2 separate regions of the Cyprinus carpio genome follow, and region 2 is linked to region 1. A link is a contact called in public Hi-C data. All regions are on one chromosome and are shown on one strand. The core of a region is the stretch at or near the end of the contact, and the rest is flanking DNA. Distances in the headings are between cores, read along the strand shown. Region 1 has its middle 81 kb from the start of trnai-uau. Region 2 holds the start of LOC109076348 (mRNA decay activator protein ZFP36L2-like).

Evidence for each region. Hi-C and Micro-C count contacts between places; a contact is called where the count stands out from the background.
Region 2: a contact with region 1 is called in a Hi-C map of skeletal muscle, with 4 times the contacts expected there. The contact joins the promoter of LOC109076348 here to the enhancer-like site in region 1. A contact is called at or near these places in 4 of 8 Hi-C or Micro-C datasets (liver and skeletal muscle).

What each region holds. Positions count from the first base shown.
Region 1 is chrB13:9,305,310-9,308,713 of ASM1834038v1, reverse strand. No RefSeq gene overlaps it. Among protein-coding and RNA genes, the nearest start is that of trnai-uau, 81 kb to the right of the region's middle. Within about 2 kb of position 1,328, at least 1 of the 8 cell types and tissues checked has an H3K27ac peak or open chromatin away from gene starts, as enhancers often do. A contact at or near this core is called in skeletal muscle, where this site is marked.
Region 2 is chrB13:9,422,985-9,426,523 of ASM1834038v1, reverse strand. LOC109076348 (mRNA decay activator protein ZFP36L2-like) reads left to right here and starts at 2,182. Exons shown (of 2, transcript XM_042736375.1): 1 at 2,182-2,552; 2 at 2,696-3,539. The coding sequence starts at 2,460. It overlaps thada (thyroid adenoma-associated protein), which reads left to right. Exons shown (of 39, transcript XM_042736377.1): 39 at 361-815. The coding sequence ends at 666.

The DNA of each region.
Region 1 (3,404 bases), core at 79-2,578:
AAAACAGGCAGACAGGCAGGGCTGAGAGCACAGGGATGTGATGCATTTGAAGATTGCTAACTGGAGAAGCTGTAATATCTTCTGACCCTGAGCAGAGCCGCTCTGCAGAGTCATGCCTAGCCAGCACTGTTAAACTGAGGATGAGTAAAGGTGATGAAGATGAGCAGCTGACATGACATGTCAAACAGTGACAGCAGTGTTGTGCACACTATATATGTTTTTAAACAAATTATTATAGATGGAGCATTGAAAGGTGAATGCAATTTCTGGGAATGCTGTCTTCCATTGGCCATAAAAACAGATACACCCCCAACCCCCCAAACTCACACAATTGATCGAGCCAGTATTGCTGTGTTGGACAAGTTATAATGTTAAAAAAACAGAACAATGTTTTGATTTTCACAGAGACTGCTAGTAACCTGTTATTAATACTTCACACATACAAAAACATAATGAAACCATTAAGGACGTGCATTTAGTATAGCAATCATTTGGTTTTATAATGCACATCAGAGATGAAAGCTCACAATGTGTTGCTGAAATAAGATTAACATACGGTGTGCAAGCTCAAGTGGTTTGCATGCGTAAAGGAACTGAAGGGCACTTGTGTCTCTGATTCCTATTACAAGATTCAAAGCAGCCATATCCTGGCAATCTTGTGGTCAGGGACACCATTCCTCTTTTCCCCACTTCAAGTGAACAGAATTCCAGTCCAACGGCCTTCAGCCCCAGCAACAGAATGGCTCATTTCCAGTTAGGAGAAGAAATCCCACCACACACACAGTTTCCAGCGCCACTACACAGAATTCCCACCGCAAGCAACAGACAAAGAAGAGCGAATGCTTTTAATGGAGGTGGGAGAGATGGATCAGTGTGCCAGTCAGCAGTCAGTTTGAAAAATGTATTATCACTGCCAAAATAATAACATGTAAGTTTTCTGTTGGAGTTTTGTCCTCACGTCATTTTTCCATACATTACTTTTGGAAGAAATTATTCTAAATGGCAATTAATTTAGAGAAAGAAAAGGATAAGAAATATAGAAAGAAAGAAAGAAAGAAAGAAAGAAAGAAAGAAAGAAAGAAAGAAAGAAAGAAAGAAAGAAAGAAAGAAAGAAAGAAAGAAAGAAAGAAAGAAAAAGAAAGAAAAAAAAAGAGTCAAGTCTTAGCAGGCTACACTAAGCATTCAATGCTACACTGCTACACTGTCGCTCACCGCTCTAATTGCTTAACAGCAGGCAGTCGAGGGCTATAATTGGCCTAAATGACTATATGCTCAGCACTAAGTTGAAATAGCCCATTAAAGAATGATTATTTGCTAAGCAATGTGACTGACAGTCTACTGTATCTCCATTCACAATGTCCTGAGCCTCAGAGTTTGTCCTCTTGCTATTGAGATCCACAAAAGTGAACTAAAAGTCCAGAAGAACTGTTTGTTCCTGACCTTGCCATTCTAGGATCACCAAACTGTGTTGGTGCAACAGGCTGGGAGCTCATCGCTCAATCATCATGTCAGGTTTCAATGCTAAAGAGTTTAGAAATAGCAACAGTTTTCTAGGAGAGTCGTGTAGTATCAGAGTGCCATCTAGTGGTGGTTTGACCTGTCAAATTCACTCATCCAGTGATTAATCAACAGAATAGTAGTAGTAGTCCAAGAAGCAATTCTTAAAAAATCTGAAAGTACACATCAAAACCTCTTTGGAGTCATTTAGGGGGCTCTGTTATGCATCATGAGGCAAAAGAAGGAGACAAATCAACAGTTGACGCAACTCTAAACGAGAAGGCGCAATGGGGCTCGTATCTAGATACAGATATTTGAGTAATACATGTCCTAAGTGAACCTGGAAAGCATCAACGTGATGTTTTGAGGAACTTATGCAAGCAAGATATGTCACCCCTATGAACCATTAATCATTAAACCATAAACAAACATGAGTGATAGGATGCATTAGTCAAACTGAGACATTTGGAGGATTGCTATTTCATTGTAGGCTGTGTGTGTATGTGAGGCGGAGGAAAGACTTGTATAAATCCTTCCATTGTAACTATATTTGTTTATGTCACACATACAGAACAGGGTTTGCCACCTTGACCTCATTAACACACAGCAATCAGCAACCACAGCAGCAATGCTGATTGCTGAACACACGGAAAACACCAAAACAAATAAACCCGCTGATAGTGACAGACAGAGGTGAAATGTGTGGAGGGTCAAACGGGGTTAGGAGTAATGATGAGTTTGACCCACAAACCCTTGTAACACTGAACTATATGTGGTCTTAAACTCCAGGCAAACCCTTACTGTGGTGTTACCATGGTACAGATGGTATGACATGGCAATACAATGATACTTAATGTTTACCATATTCACATAGAAATGATTTTATATCGATAAATGTTTTAATATAATATAATATAATATAATATAATATAATATTTTTTTATATTATAATATAATATAATATAATATATACAGAAGTCTATTATGCTAATTAAAGCTGCATTTATTTGGTCAAAAATATAGTTAAAAAACTATATTGTGAAATATTGTTAGAACTTAAAATAACTGTTTTAGTTAAAAAACTATATTGTGAAATATTGTTAGAACTTAATGGAAAACGTCTAAGGTTACGTATGTAACCCTGGTTCCTCGAAGGAACGAGACGCTGCGTCGGTGACGCTTTGGGGAACGCCTCTAGCGTGACGTCTCTGAATCACGTGTGTAATCAGTCCAATGGATGGGCGAGACGTCATAGGCGGGTGACGTCATAGACCAGGAAGCATAAAAGCACGAGCGGCGAAGCCGGTATCCAGCCTCAAGGATGAAGCAAGCGCCGGCCAGAGATGCCGGAAGTGTGGCACTGCGACGCAGTGTCTCGTTCCTTCGAGGAACCAGGGTTACATACGTAACCTTAGACGTTCCTCTTCAGGAACTCGAGCTGCGTCGGTGACGCTTTGGGGAACGAGAATGCCCACGCCGCCAGACTTACAAATCTCTGCCTAGTGTGGGAAACTGCACAGCTAAAGCAAGAGAAGGAGTCAGGACCCTGACAGTAATCGGGACAACCCGTCCAATGGCCAAACTTCAGAGGAGTGAGACTTGACCCCCAAGAGAGGGGAGATCAGAGGACTCGAGGCTTCAGGATAGCATCCTAATCCACCGCTTAGCCTAAGCTTCTACTGGCGAAGGGCCTTAGCCTCAGCGCACCGCAGAGGAAACGTGTAACCAGAGGGTGTCTGCCCACTGACTGGCCACCGAGAGGGGCGCGGTAGGTCGCAATGGGCGCCACGTAGACCTTCAGGGTGGAGTGGGTCAACCCTGCGGAGAGAAGGGCCTGCAGGAACTCCAGCACTGTACCAACCGGGCAGTTTAACTGGGTCGAGCTGGCGGTCTCCGCACCAAGAAGT
Region 2 (3,539 bases), core at 933-3,432, 120 kb before region 1:
ATTCAATATGATTATAGCATATAGCATTGATTTACAGCCTCACTGCTCAAAGTGATTCTGTCTTTAAAGGTGTATAAGTTACAGTTTAAAATCTATAAATGAGATTTTTGGATCCAGAACCCAAGCGTTGCACTTTATATGACCTGTCTATTAAAACAGGCCACTACACATTCACTTATTAACACCTTAGAAATCCCGCAGAACACCCTACTGCATATCAAAGAACTAAAAAACACTTTAGCAACTGCATAGCAATTCCCTGGAAGCACCCATTGTATCCATTGTCAATGCCCTGTTCACTTTGTCTTCAGAAAATCTAGTTGAAATATGTAGGTTCTTCTTATTCTCTTCCTTTTCTAGGATGAGGAGTTCCTCTTTGAGAAGGGAGATCTTAACCTGTGGGCAGAGCCTTTGTCATGGGCACGGATGTTGCACAGACACCTCTCTGCCCTCATAAGTGTGACACATTCACCGGATGTAAGCACCACAGAACTCGACCGACTATCAGCCATCGCAAAGAGCAATGCCCTGGCGGCTCAGCGTTCAATGAAAGGCCTCCCTGCACTGCCCCAGTTTTCAGCCACCATCGAGTATGCCAAGATATCGCTGCTGAAAGAGAGAACGTCACTCGCTCTGAATCTTCTAGATACACTTAGACCTTCTTAGATGACTGTGAAAGATAGAGAAAGTGAAAGGGGTCATGCATTACGAACCTATTTTAATCTCACAGTGGTTTTCCTGTTTAGGAGCTGAATTGCATGCAGGCGTGACCACATGCTTTTTTAATTCAAATAAAGTTTATTACATTCATTCAACTGTGGGATTACTTTTGTACAATGATGTGTGTTTACAATACTGAGAATGTGAAAGGTTTTATTCTCCTCAGCTGTGTTTTCAATATCACACCTTGTGGTATTTGAGCAAGCTGTTGAATTTTTTTTAATGCATAGCTTAACTGTTTATAGTTAAAGAAATTCTTTGGTTGCTCCTCCTGTGTATGTTATGCAATCTGAGCAAAACAGTCTAGTGTCCGTTTGCTAAGTAGACAGCTGGGCTGCCTTCAGGGGCTGTAGTAGCAATCTTCCCTTTTACTGTAAAATGATGTAATGTTTTGGAATGTCAGCAGCCTATTCCTCACACACACACACACACACACACACAGGGTGGGTAAAATAATACATACCGTTCTCCTCACCAGGATTAGGGGTTTTTTTTTTTATGTGTAAATGTGCTTCACTGAAACCATAAAAACTGAATTGTAATAAAAGAGTACTGCTGAGATATGCAATGGGAACTGAAGGAGAAAAAAGTGGAAATGTGAAGTGAAATATTTTTTCGGCTTGTTATTTTTTTTGCCTGTAGGTGGCGCCCAAGCCCTTTTTTCAACGATATGCATTGAGACCGTTAGGGGGCAGTGTTGTATCGTTTTTAATAGAGTTTGAGTTTCTTGAAGGATTTGATTTTTACTTTGTTTCAGCTTGTTGAAACTTTTAGGTTTCATATGTCTATATATATATATATATATATATATATATATATATATATATATATTTTTTTTTTTCTTTTTTTTTTTTTTTAATTAATGATACAATGCAAACAATAATTAATGATGAAATATTTTTATTTTGTATTTTTTTAAATGCATTTCTAGGCTAAAATGCACTTTAGTAATACATGGAAAGATAAGCAGAGGAAAACGTAACATGCAGATAAGTGTCATAGTTTATCACCCTGTGTATTAAATCTAGCACAACTTCAAAGTTTGGCCTTTCGGTCTCGATTATGCAATCGTATTCACCCACTAAACATTTACTGATATCAGAGCGACCAGCCTCGACCCGCATGAAGTCTCTCTCTCTCTCTCTCTCTCTCTCTCTCTCTCTCTCTCACACACACACACACACACAAACACACACACACACTCCTCAGTGGATCAAAACATTTGATCAAAGTTGTCCTAAAATTAAAATGCGTGAAAAAAGTAATGCATTAGTATTTATATATTATTTTTTTAAGCATTTATTGACTTTTCTTGTTTTAGAAATGTATGTTGATTGCACTGAGTTCATCTTGTAAGTTGTTCAGTGTTGGAGAGGGTCTGTGAGTGAGTGAGTGAGTGCGCGCACAGGAAGGGTGCAGAAAGCGACCAATCAAATCCACAGTCCCACCTTGAAAAGCAGGGCGTAACTTTGAGGCAACTTTGGCAGTAAGTTCCTCCTCTACGCGCTGTCCTCAAGCTTATATGTGCGGGAGAGCAAAGCAGACTCTTTACTGTTCTGGCTCGGCACTGCGCGGTGGGAGAAGACTAACAACACAAGCACGCAACGAGGAACCCAGCTTTTCCTTCTCCGAGTTTCAGAGCACATCTGAGACTAGCCTTTTCCGTATCTTTTGCACAAACTCTAAGCCAGAGGCAAACTAAACGCCTTCGCATCCAAAGGCTCCAAGTCGGTCCTCAAATGAGAAATCATCTGCTACTGTCTTCTTCTGAAGAAACAGAAATGTCTGCGACCATCCTGTCCGCTTTCTACGACATCGACATGCTGTACAAGGTACTTTGCTGTTTTAACAAACAAGCTTGCTTCTTATCTTTGCTGGGACTTTACAAAGTTAATGCATGGCCGAAACGAGGGCATAAATAGTTTTGCAACTATGCATTGATTTTAACTTCTTTTTTCTCCCCTCTGCACAGCAGGAGAAGAGCCTGAACATGAACGCCATTCACATTAACAGTATGCTGGATAAGAAAGCAGTCGGGGCCCCGGTAACGACCTCCAGCAGCAGCGCCAACAACTGCAACTCGTACGCGTCAGGATTCTTCCGTCGAAACTCCACCAGCAACATGGAGTCCATGACAAACGGCAACAAGTACCCCGCCAGTCCCTACAGCAGCATGAAGGAGAACGCCATCATGAACAAGGAGAACAAGTTCCGCGACCGCGCCTACAGCGAGAACGCCCAGCAGCTGCAGCAGAAGCCGGGCTCGCAGATCAACTCCACCCGCTACAAGACGGAGCTCTGCAGGCCCTTCGAGGAGAACGGCGCTTGCAAGTACGGCGAGAAGTGCCAGTTTGCGCACGGCTACCACGAGCTGAGAAGCCTGTCTCGCCACCCCAAGTACAAAACCGAGCCCTGTCGCACTTTCCACACCATCGGCTTCTGCCCATACGGTCCGCGGTGCCACTTCATCCACAACGCCGACGAGCGCAGACCGGCGCCGAGCAACGCCAACAGCGTGCAGGGAGAGTCCGCCAAGCCCGCTCGCTGCGAGCCGGTGAGCGGCTACGGACAGCAGCACCAGCACCGACCGAAACTCCACCACAGCCTCAGCTTCTCGGGTTTCTCCAGCCACCACCACCACCACGGACTCGACTCGCCCCTTCTCGAGAGCCCCACGTCGCGCACTCCGCCTCCCTCCAGCGGCTCCTCCTGCGCCGCGAGCTTCTACGAAGACGCTCGGTGCCTCGGAAACAGTGCCTTCTCTTTCACCGGCCAAGACCTTAAAGCCCTGCTCGCGCCGCTGGCCGTGCACACGCACA